2 separate regions of the Mus musculus genome follow, and region 2 is linked to region 1. A link is a contact called in public Hi-C data. All regions are on one chromosome and are shown on one strand. Each heading gives the region's core, a stretch centred on a gene start, on an enhancer-like site or on the middle of the called end of the contact. The rest is flanking DNA. Distances are from core to core; before and after follow the strand shown.

Region 1 (2,962 bases), core at 318-2,817:
AGGCTTCTCTATGTGTCCCCTTCATGTGGGCTAGTCGACTTCCTCGTCACACGGCAGCCTCAGAACATTTGGTCAGTTTACTTGTCACTGAAGGCCTCAGTGCAGGCCTCCCACTGGGCAAAGCAGGTGGGAACTCCCCCCTTTTCTGACCTAGCTTTGGAATGTAATTGTATAGGAATCTGTTGGTTAAAAGTGAGTCACAGATGACTGCAAGTCACAGGGAGAAGGCACAGACTATCAGTTGGTGGACCGCCATCTAACACTTGAGCAAGAGGGGTAATCTTGTTTTAGTCATCTCTGGGAGAAAAGTTCTGCTGCAAGCTCACCTACGATTCCAAGACATGTGCATTTGTGCTTCTTTGACTCATAAAGTCTGAAAGGCACAGCCTAAAAGTAATCAATTGCTATTTGCCAGCCTTCTGCATCCCCTTCCTCTATTTTCATTTTCTGTTCCTTTCCTATTGGAGACATTTCTCTGCTTCTTTGTCAGGCTTTTGTTCTCTTTTGATTCACAGATGAATTTTGGCATAGGCCTTTAAGCTCAGCACCTGGGAGGCAGAGGCAAGTGGATCCCTATGAGTTCTAGGCCAGCCTGGTCTACATATCACGTTCTAGGCTAGCCAGTGCTATGTAGTGAAAGCCTGTCTCAAAACAAAATGCTCAAAAAAATGCTGTTTGCATTTGATATGATTTAAACATTCCAAGTAAAGAGAGAATAAGATGGAAGAAAAGAGTGAACATCTGACAGCACAAGGACAAATGGACAAAGATGGGACAAACAGCCAGGGGTACTAAGTGTGGGAGAGTGCACAGGAAACAGTGGAGAATGTTTAAGTAGAGATATGAGGAACGAGAATGGGGAGCTTCACTAGCGTAAGAGCTGCCACAGTACTGGGGATGTAGGGATGGGACGGACTTAGGAATATCCTTAAACCACTGAGAGCACATGTAAGGGGGGTGGTGGCCACAGCACTTGCCAGACCTGCAGTGGATCATGTGACCAAAAGGACTCCTGCCAGACACATGCTGAAATCCTTCTGGTTCTTCAACACTTGCTCAAAGCTACACGCTGGTATAAGCAAGCAGGACTCTGGCAACTAGTGTCTCTCATTCAGGACTGTAAATTATGCGCACTAGACTTGATCTGTAGCCTTTTGTCCACACTCTTGTCTCTGGTCCTGTGAGCTTCTATGCTGTTTCCTTTTCCTGCTAGTATTTATTCATTTCCTGTTTTTCTTATGCCCGTATCCATTTTCCACCGCTGTCTGTATTTTACCACTGAGCTTTCTCTATGTACACACACACAGACACAGACATACACAGACACACACAGACACACACACAGTCTCACACACACACACACACACACACACAGACACACACACACGGACACACACGGACACACACGGACACACACACACAAGGATACACGGGCACACATGGACACACACCTCTCACAGAGAGAAAAAGAGAGAGCACCAGCAGGCTTTGTTCTTTAGGCTCTTACTATCTGAGTTTGTGTAAGGAAGCAGAGCTTAATAAAGACTGTGGGCTAATATTCTATCTCAGCCACTAGATGGCGTCCCTGACTAAAGAAGACACTGAGAGGCTCGTTTTCTTCAGTCAGTTGTTTCCTCTGCCAGAGCAAACATCAATCGCACTCCAGGCAAACTCCACCCCAGTCTATGCCAAAACCTCTGTAAACTTTGCTGGGGACACGTAGCTTCAGTATTTTCCATTTTCTTACCAAGGGACTACCTCCACTGCCTTCACAATGAATTTTCCCCCCTAGTACATGGTCCTGCTTAATGCCAGAATGGTTTGTTTCCTCATTATCTTCCATTTCTCCAGCTTTAGGTATTGTCTATTCTTTGAAGAGTTGTTTGCTCCTTGATAGGATTTTTTTTGTTGTTGCAATAATTCATGATAAACTATAAACAAGTGCTTTTGAAATGCCATAAATTTAATGCTATGGTTTATAATTTAGAATATGTCGCTGTCTTAATAATTTATCATAGACAACTATGAATAAAACATGCAAGGGAATCTTGCAAATCCTTGTGATGCTGGTGATATGGGATTTTGAACATAAGCAGGCAGTCTTAAACTTCCTTCTTGGAGGTGGAGTTGTTCCTCTGGCTAATATTTATATACTAGATCAGGTAGTCCATTTATTCTGAAGATTGCTGGATGCCAGTGTCCACTTACTATGCAACTAAAAGACCATTTATTAAGCATAATGTAGATCAATTTAATGAACTATAAACTTACACATATTTATTTGTATCTAGTTCAGCCTCACTCTGGAGACACATAGGCTGACTAACCATTTGCAGGTTTTGCTTGTCTCGTTTATTTTTGTTTGTACAAAAGCAATAGATTTGCATTTGACAATGAATGACTTGTTTTCCAGCTCAGCTCCATGGAACATTGAGCCAGCCAGCTTATGTTAGCCTTGGGGAAGCCAGACACTGAAACAGCCTCTGCTGTTCTGCTCTTTAGACAGGCGAAGGTCACGGGGGCTGAAGGAAAATAAGTGAGTTTTCTCCACACTCTCCTAAGCACAAGGGTATGGTTCCTGCCAGTGATGTTTAGTCTCCCTTTGTCTCTGCACCTCTTGCATCTGAAACAGAGGGATAGAGAACAGTCTGCCTGCCATCTTAGCCATATGCTGTTGTATACCCCAAAACACACTCTTACCTCAAAGGGTAGGAGAGTTTCATCTAGAGCCAAATAGAAGTGGACACGGGCCAGAAATGCAGATGTAATTTACTTCTAATTCCATATGACAACAGTTTTGTGAAGTTTCGTAGTTAACACAGTAACAACATAAAATAAGGCACATTTTAAATGCATTGACAGAAACACCAGGTGGCTGGTTACAGTAAATGAGGCAATCTCTGTTATAGACTATAAAGACCATTTGAGCATATTCTTAAACTTTTGGTGGCAGCTAGTGTTC
Region 2 (3,411 bases), core at 144-2,643, 440 kb after region 1:
AGAGTCAGTCCTATGTCATACTCTTGATGTCTAATTTCCTCAGTTGTGTTCATAGGATACTTTCCCATCCCCTACATTAAAAAGTGGTAAGCAAAGGAGAAGAAGGGATATATAGCAAGTACATGAGGGACCCTAGCCTTTAATAAATTATGCAGTTTTTATTTAGAAGAGATTTCATTGAATTTGTTATATAACTTAAATACTTAATTTTTTATTTTTGGTTTTTCAAGATAGGGTTTCTCTGTGTAGCTCTGTGAATTCCTGGAATTCACTCTGTAGATCAGGCTGGACTCGAACTCAGAAATCTGCCTGCCTCTGCCTCCCAAGTGCTGGGATTAAAGGCAGATGCCACCACCACCCAGTATATAATTTAAATATATCAATACATATGCACATGTGTATATAATATACACCCCTCACAAGTATTTTGTTATTTAAATTTTAATTTTAAATTATATTGTGTCATTTCATTCTTCTTTTGCAAATTTCCTGTTTCACAAACGAAGGAAAAAAAAGACATCAGAGTCGTGACATGAACTCTAATCAGGATTATCAAGGAATTGAGGCCAAAGGTAGGTAGTTCTGAATCCATGCTCTAAGTCCCACTGTAGTTTAACCAGTGCTCAGCAGGGTGCTGTGCTTATATGCCTTCTCCATCACTAGATCAGTGGCTCAGGAGTGTCATTTATAGGAAGACATGAAAAAAGAATGAAAGTAAAATTGTGTGTACATACCCATTTTATATCATTAATTTATGAATAATTTATCAATTTATATCATCAATCAGCTAATCAGTTTGCCCCTCATAGGTAAATGTCCCCCTCAGAGGAAATTTTCATGTCGATTTTCTTCTAATGATTTTGGAAGAGGTGGGGAGAGGAAGCATTATATAGGACTATCAAACTTTGTTCTTTCCAACCTCTTCTAACTTGATGTATTATGTTAGAAGGAAAGGAGGCACCTTTTATTTAACAATAATGTCACCAGCACCTTACATTTGTTGATAGCTCTGAGACACCAAAAAGTCATTTTTATTTTTGAGACCCTGTCTTGAGGATAGTTGAGAAATAACTAATATTCTCTGCACATTCATTCCTTCAGCCCCAACAGGTGTTTCTGAAGGAAATGGTGAACTCACCATTTATCTTTCCTTAGACATGTGAAAAATTTAAGTCTCAGAAAGCCAAAACTTATGGGCAGTCACATATTTAGTCAGGATCAGAATGGTAGTTGACCAATCATATCACTGTTCATGAACCCCAAATTATAACTATATATAAGACACATCTAAAGTCAGCATGCTCACGGATATCCCAGCTCCATGAAGTTGTTCCATATTTGCTTCAAAAACATGATGACTCCCATCTGGAGGCAGAGGTCTATCAGACAGCCACTAGGATGGCACTGAAATAGAACAGGGAGAGCCATAAGGAGCTTGCTCTCCTACACACCAGGCTGGCTCAAACAGCTCCAACTTTAAATTGCAAAGTAAATTGTACATCTGGGTCCCATTTTCTCATGTAAAATTGGAAACAGGTACAATGATATTGGGGGAAGCTTTGAATAACCATGGTGGGATTTGAGTTAGCTTTTAGTGGGCACTGGCTGCCTTTCAGTGTCAAGCATGCTCAGTAATGAATACTAACATGTGTTCTATATCTATAAATAGTACGGCATTAGAAAAAATAATTCTGACACAGTGTTTATGATTGTGTTCCTAGGAAACTCTATTTTCAAATACTTTTATATTTTCTGAAATATTTTCAGACATTTTAACAAGTTCCCATAGGTTCCTTCCCTTCTAGCTCAAAGGGAAAGAATCAGCAGCAGTGCCTTGTAATTAAGTAAGTTCCACTCTCCACTATCATTCCCCTTTCTTCTCAATTGTTGAACAATGCAATCAGCATACTGCGTTGCATATCTTTCATGTCTCACCATTTTCTACTTTTTGGAACAGGTTTTGTTCATTTGTTTGTTTGTTTTTTGTTGTTTTGTAACTTTGAGAGATTTTGAAAATCACTGGAACATTCAGGTCTCCTTTTCTGAGTTTATGTGAAGATTTTCTTCTGTGCTAATTTTTGCTGTTGTTTAGATTTCCATTCAGTTGGCATGAAACACATGCACACACACAGATACACACATGCACACAAACACAGACACACACACATATCTACACACACACACACACACACACACACACACACACACACACACACACACATACACACAAGCACACACAAACTTAATTGAGCCCAACAATCACTATGTGCTGTGGAAGCTCCACTATAAAAGCAATTCAGGTGGAGAATGTAGGTCTGCATTTTTAGAAATGGGATCATGTCCTGCTCATAAGGATGATTATTTCTGTGGCTTTGATCCATACTTTCTATTTCTGTCAAATTGGTACTAGTGGGACTTCAAAAGGAATAAATAATTAAGACAAAAAAGAGCCTGCTTTTCCTGTTCCAGCCCAGTGGCTCAACAACCTGAACCAGAGAGTAGGTGTGCCCATGGCTGTGCTCACTGCACAGCAGGGCCAAGAGTCTATCATCCCAGCACAATTCTTTTTAGCATGAATGCATGACACCCTAAACTCTTTCTCACTTTATACCATAAATGTGCTGTGTGTAGTGTGTGAAACTGAATCACTAAGATACAGGGGACATTGCAGTGAGATTGCTCTTCAATTTTGTAGAGAGAAGTGAGGGCAAATTGACATGCTCAGAGCCTGACAAACGAAGACTCTAGTCTCCTCCCACAATCATCATGTCAAAGATAAATTCTATTTACAAAATACATTAGTTGTTTTGGAGAGTAGTCACGGCATATAAAATATATGACTGAATCATTTCTGTAAAGCATAGGCCAAAATTAAAGGGCAGGTCAATAATGAATATATTAAAATTGAGCCTGGAGGGATTTGTAATTTATAAATCTCTATGTATTCCATAGAGAATAACAAAGAACAATGGTTTTAGTTTGTCAAATTTATATATTTATAGCCTTGAGTTAAAGTGAGTCCTTAAATACTCTAAACTTCATTTGATAACATATACTTAGAATGTATAAATGGGCAAGGATGAATATGTGAAAGACCTAGGCATTTGTGAGGAAAGCAAAATTCAATGTTTTCTCATATTTTCTCCTTTTGTGATAAGAATGTGTTTAGGGAGAATGAAGGGAGGCTTAGAGTCTGTAGTCACTATCGGTATTTTGAAGACGCTAGGGAATATACAGGACTGTCCAACTCCATGATCCTCCTCCATTTTACCTACTTGAGGATTTTTACTCTAAAGTCAGCTCATTTGTGTGAGCCCGGAAAATGCACTTTTATGGCTGTGCTCACATGCTGTCCCAGTGGTGGCTGGAAAACAGTGTGCAGAGCAAGACGTTGAAGCTATGCTGGTTTTT

The links. Hi-C and Micro-C count contacts between places; a contact is called where the count stands out from the background.
Region 2: a contact with region 1 is called in a Hi-C map of cortical neurons, with 4 times the contacts expected there. The contact joins two enhancer-like sites. A contact is called at or near these places in 3 of 39 promoter capture datasets (cranial neural crest, frontonasal cranial neural crest and hippocampal neurons) and 7 of 484 Hi-C or Micro-C datasets (the G1E-ER4 cell line, cerebral cortex, cortical neurons and 3 more).

Annotation. Positions count from the first base shown.
Region 1 is chr2:110,228,299-110,231,260 of GRCm38.p6, forward strand. No RefSeq gene overlaps it. Among named protein-coding and RNA genes, the nearest start is that of Gm22997, 12 kb to the left of the region's middle. Within about 2 kb of position 1,568, at least 28 of the 459 cell types and tissues checked have an H3K27ac peak or open chromatin away from gene starts, as enhancers often do.
Region 2 is chr2:110,669,813-110,673,223 of GRCm38.p6, forward strand. It overlaps Ano3 (anoctamin 3), which reads right to left. Exons shown (of 27, transcript NM_001128103.2): 21 at 1,307-1,404. Among named protein-coding and RNA genes, the nearest start is that of Gm52522, 25 kb to the left of the region's middle. Within about 2 kb of position 1,394, at least 6 of the 459 cell types and tissues checked have an H3K27ac peak or open chromatin away from gene starts, as enhancers often do.